Linked DNA regions of Columba livia: region 1 is linked to region 2. Evidence: chromatin contacts called from public Hi-C data. All regions are on one chromosome and are shown on one strand. Each heading gives the region's core, a stretch centred on a gene start, on an enhancer-like site or on the middle of the called end of the contact. The rest is flanking DNA. Distances are from core to core; before and after follow the strand shown. Region 1 has its middle 37 kb from the start of PPP4R2. Region 2 overlaps PDZRN3 (PDZ domain containing ring finger 3).

Region 1 (2,700 bases), core at 60-2,559, 140 kb after region 2:
TGATTGTCATAATTTCTAGCAGGAGGCATCCTCAGCTTCCCAGATACTGCATCTGGGCCTCAGATTTAAGGTTCTGGATTTTATATATTTTGATTCCAAGGGCAAGGCAGATGCACAATTCCACACCATCCTACCACCAAGTGGACTGAACCAGCTCAGGGAAACTCTAGCCCAATAGAACAGAAACCTTCCAGAAACACTGAATTAGAAGGTGGGGAAAAAAAAAATATTAGAGGTAGAAATAATCTGAAGAAGTCATTTAGTCCACACTAAACCCTAGGGCTGGGTTCCATCATGGAGAAGAAGTGGGGAGAGGGGCTCTGAGAAAACTGGGTGAGCTATTCCATTGCATCACTTACCGTTACAACTACCTCAACACCTGGTCTCTTTCCCTATGGTTACCTAAATCTGTAACTCCCAAGAACTACGGGCAAAGAGAACAGATCATACTCCCCCTCAACGCAGCACATAGTGCTGAAAAGCTTTGTTACTCACACTGATTTTGTGATACCTCTTCCATTGTCTGGCTGCAACAGCTTTTGCAATCTGGCGGAGCGCAGAGAAGATCACGGGGTGGTTGGGAGGGTGGGAAGGGGTGGCAGGTGTGCTGCACTGCCTTCCTTGTCCTAATCTGCTGAGGAGCTGAGCCAGCAGAGGCTCGCCAGGGACCCCTGGCAGGATGGGCACTGCTCACAAAAACTTGTCACCTTTAGCCTGTTGTCACCTGCAGATACAGTGACAGTTACGGTACTTTCCAACTTCGAGCCAGGAGTAAACAAAAGTTTTTGCAACACTCATCATGATTCGGCCTCTTCCCCCACGGCCTCTTCAGTCACTGTATTGTAGCATTTATTGTAAAGCTCCATCTCCTGGAGCCAGGACATTAATACAGAAATGGACCAACTTTCACTTGAAATAAGGTTGCAAGTTAAAGAGGAAAGTTTGCAAAGGTGTAAATCTTAAAGGGGCAGGATTTAAAATTATGAAAGTCTTCCTGCTTTGCTAGTTTTAAAAAACTCTTTAATTTGGAAGCTCATCACCTCATCTGGGGGAAGCCAGTTGAATTTCTCAGCACTTGAGAGCAGGATCTTTCTGCAGCAGCTCTATTTAACACCTCATCAGAGCCCAGCACACTGAAGATTTAAGGCTTTTGCCAGTGTACACGCACGAGGGTAACTACGGCTGCCTCGGCCATTTAACTCGTCCGCCCTTTTCACGCCTTTCACCTTCCCACTCCGGGCAGCTCACAGCGCACCTCGGGCGCTGACCGGAGCAAGCCGGCTGCCTGGGCCCGGAGGCCGCTCCCCTGTGCGGAGAGGAGCCGATGTTCACGGGTGGGACACGACACGGGACACCCCGCTCCTGCCGCTCCCTCAGGCGGGGGAGCCCCTGCGCGCGGGCGCCGCCTTCCCGCTCCCGCAAAATGGCGGCGGCGCGCGCGTTCCCGAGGCGGCAGCGCCCCCTGCCGGGAGCTCGGCTGCGGCTGAACAGGAGCCAGCAATGTGCTCAGGTGGCCAAGAAAGCCAACAGCATCCTGGCTTGTGTCAGCACCGGTGTGGCCAGCAGGACCAGGGCAGTGACCGTCGCCACGTACTGGGCACTGGTGAGGCTGCACCTCAAATCCTGGGTTCAGTTTTGGGTCCCTCACGACAAGAAAGACACTGAGGTGCTGGAGAGCGTTCAGAGAAGGGAACGGAGCTGGTGAGGGGCCTGGAGCACAAGTGTGATGGGAGCGGCTGAGGGAACTGGGGCTGTTCAGCCTGGAGAAAAGGAGGCTGAGGGGAGACCTTACCACTGTCTACAACTACCTGAAAGGAGGTTGTAGCATGGAGGGTGTTGGTCTCTTCTCCCAAGTAACAAGTGATGTGACAAGAAGAAATGGCCTCAAGTTGCTCCAGGGGAGGTTTAAATTGGATATTGGGGAAAAATTCTTCCCAGAAAGAGTTGTCAGGCATTGGAACAGGCTGCCCAGGGAAATGGTGGAGTCACCATCCCTGGAGGGCTTGAACAAACACATAGATGAGGTTCTCAGGGACATGGGTTAGAGGTGGACTTGGCAGTGCCAGTTTAAAAGTTGGACTTGTTCTTAAATCAAAATGTTTGCGCTGTTCCAGGGCACAGAGAGACTGAGACAGGTTTGGGCTCCTGCTGCTGCTGCACTTGCTGGGACAGTGACTGGGGGCTCCAGGGCACAAAGGGCCCAGGGCAGCTGCTCCCCCAGCCCCCTCCCTCGATTCTCAAACCCTGAGTCCCCGTCAGAAAGTCAGAAATCATCTATGAGAGGCAGCACACTCCCCAACCTGTCTCCTGTCTGTAACCATATTGCTCAGAAGAAAGAGCACTGCTTCCAAGTGCGGCGGGTTTGCCAGGCCTTTCCTGGCACTGCTCAGAGGAGTTTTACTGTCACTGACAGCTGTCACAGACCTCTCCTCTACTTGGCAAACCAAACTTTGGTTGCTGCTGTGCAACAGAGAGCCTCTGACCCCCAGGGAGGCCGTGCTGCGGTCCTGCTGAGCAGCCAAGCCACATGTGTCACCAGGGGAATGCAGTTTCCATTTACTGGTGTAGCCTGAGGCCGGTAGCTCCTGGGTCTCAAATTCGTCCTTGCTCTGCCCCCATGTTCCAGAGGGCAGCTCCGCATTGTCCGCTCTCAGGTTTCTTATTATGGAAACGGGATTGCGCATGAGGTTTCTCACCCTG
Region 2 (2,783 bases), core at 155-2,654:
TTTATCAAGAACTTTATATTCAGTATTTGTCCTAAAGAAGTCTCAGGGGGTGTGACCTGCATTTACGTACTGTTAGTGAAACAAGAAAAAGTCTTTCTAAATGTATTTTAGCTGAAAGTTTAGGAAAAAGGAGCCGAGCTTGCACAGGCCATCTCAAGAGATTCTTTTCAAAAAAATACGTGCATTAAAAGGTGTTTGATACGGCTGCCTATTTTCACTCACAACACAACAATCTACCTTTGAATTACAGACTTAAAGGTGATTATTACACTTCATTTTCCAAAGTAACCATAAAATACTGTCAGGCATTTTCATGCTTTTCCAGCCCAGCCACTCCAGAGCTGTGGTTTTAGTCCAGTCCCTGCTGTCCCACCCGCTGCTGCTGCATGAATTCTCCTTTGTGCTAACTCATCCTTAGATCCAGCTCGTATAATGTAGGAAAATGCCCAGAGTGGCATTTTACACAAAGAACTGCAACTAGAAATGAACTGGCCCTGAAGTGTGTACGCTACAGAGCACGGCTGGACCCTCAGCACCTCTCTCTGTCTTACCCCTTTGTTGAACACGGCTCAGACTGAAACAAGAGAAAGAACAAGGTGTGTTCTACCATGTAGGCTGGGCTGATGACATTAACAACAACAAAAAAAGAAGTTCTACGGCCAGCAAAGCAAATCAAACCATTATTTTATAAATTAAAGCCCTTTTTCTCAACAGATTTTCCTAAATCTTTTGTTTCCCTCTCTCACATGAGCCTCAGCCTTCCCTTGTGTCCCTGTGACCCATCCACCGAGCAACACTCGCTGCGCCGTGGCCTGCCTGCCATAGCCCATGTGCTCCTGGGCCACCTGGCTCCTGCCCTCCCCGGCCCCCACCAGCTCCCACGGCAGCTGGGGTGTCATCTCGGCTTCCCACCATCTGTCAAGGTTGGCAGAAATTAGCCAAGAAGTTCAAAAGTTCCTGGGAGGAGACTGGAGAAAGCACATTTGGACAAGCTGTGTTTCCTTGCAAAGTCAGGCTAAAAGTGACCTGGAAACATTTGCTGGACACTGAGGAGGCTCCTCCTCATCTTCATCTTCCTCCTGCTCCTTGCGGGAAGTGAACCGTTTTTAGGAGGAGTATTTTATGTACTAACACTTACAAGGCAAAATGTCACACCTAATGCACGTGTATGCTCCAGAATGTGGCACGTCCCTTGGCTTTTGCACCAAGCGCAGAGGCAGGGCTGCCGTGCCCATGCAGGGGCAGCAAGGGGCTGCCAGGCAAGTCCCAGAAACAGCTGTGGTTGTGAGCCCTCGCGAACTCACCACTTACACAGAGTTGGCCAGAATCAAAAGAAACCAGCCCAGAAGGTGGGGAGACAGCGGCGCATCAGTCCAGGTCTTATCAAGTCAACACAAAGTTGACCATTGGGCTTGGGTCAGCAATGAAGGTACCACGCAGCGGGGCTGCGCTGAGACTACTCGGTTGTTTCTCCAACTGAGACGTAATTACATCAAGTCTCGAGCGAGTGTTCGGAGCTCGAATATAGAGCCACATCCAGGCAGTTCTGGTGAATAAAACCCCTCATTATTTCAGAGATTTACTAATTGTTTTTTTGATTCGGAACACTGGAAATGAGAACACCTATTTTTCTATTTTCGCTGACTCCAGCGCTTTTTGGTGTAGGCACCCTGGGGAAGCAGTGATTTAGTCATCCAACCACGTAACAACGTGGGGCTTAATGAGTAACACATTTGTACTTTCCATTCTCGGTCTGAGAAAGGGCCTATAAATAAAGCATATTTGCCCTCAGATCAAGAGAACCTTTTTCTTAAATAATGTCATTAAATTTTAAATTAGATGTACAGGCAATTACTGGTGAAAATGTTAAATACTGGATAACCTACAAATATGACCTAATTTAATATAATTTTATAAATGCTTGAATTCAATTAAATAAAAACTTTTGTATAACATTTAAACTGTTTGCTTATTCCTCCCCAGAGCTCACAGTAGGTTACTGTGAGCCAAACAGCATTACAGCATTTGTTTAAAATGCCAAAAGGCTTAGGATAGATCCCATACACTTCTGGCTGAATCCCTAGTCACTGGACAGCAATTTCTGGGCAGAAGCTGCTGTATTAAATAATTGCTAGCTAATAAATGTATTTTAGACACATTATAAACCTGGATGTTAAACCTGTTAGAGTAAATGAAATGTTTATTGCAGAAAAATGCACAATTTGCTGTTTTGACCTAGGTGCATTGTCATGGAAACCGAAATCTTTCTTGTGCAATAAAAAATCTGCTTGTCATCTGATTTGAGGCAGTTATTTGCACAGGTGGTTTTCTTAGCAGACAAGTACTTAGTAAAAACAAATCTATTCTTTCTCAATAGTTCCATTATGTGTTCCCACAACAATGTGTTTCATTTCACTAGCTTTGTAATTAATGATCCATTATCAACTAATTAAATCACACTGATATTTTATATTAGTTCATCTGTTACACAACACTTGCTCCCCAATCCTCCTTCCTGGGTGTGTTAACCTTGTAAGAGTTTTAATTAATGGTGAGAATTAAGTGTTGTAGGTTGCACGGTACTTCAGACAGGCTAAAGTAGTAACAAATGTGGACACATAAATATATCCAACAATTTAATACCAATTTCCTTAAATGAAATAAAGCAGCAGTAGGAGTAACTGAAATCAGATTTCCAATCTGTACATAAAACTGTTGTAAAATATTAAGTTCATATGGTTGCAGACAATGGAAACTGAAATGTGAACTATGCGAACAGTTCC

Evidence for each region. Hi-C and Micro-C count contacts between places; a contact is called where the count stands out from the background.
Region 1: a Hi-C map of crop shows a contact between it and region 2, with 6 times the contacts expected there. The contact joins two enhancer-like sites. A contact is called at or near these places in 2 of 2 Hi-C or Micro-C datasets (crop and liver).

The regions. Positions count from the first base shown.
Region 1 is chr10:12,354,207-12,356,906 of bColLiv1.pat.W.v2, forward strand. No RefSeq gene overlaps it. Among named protein-coding and RNA genes, the nearest start is that of PPP4R2, 37 kb to the right of the region's middle. Within about 2 kb of position 1,310, at least 3 of the 3 cell types and tissues checked have an H3K27ac peak away from gene starts, as active enhancers do.
Region 2 is chr10:12,214,312-12,217,094 of bColLiv1.pat.W.v2, forward strand. All of the region lies in intron 3 of PDZRN3 (PDZ domain containing ring finger 3), which reads left to right. Among named protein-coding and RNA genes, the nearest start is that of PDZRN3, 66 kb to the left of the region's middle. Within about 2 kb of position 1,405, at least 2 of the 3 cell types and tissues checked have an H3K27ac peak away from gene starts, as active enhancers do.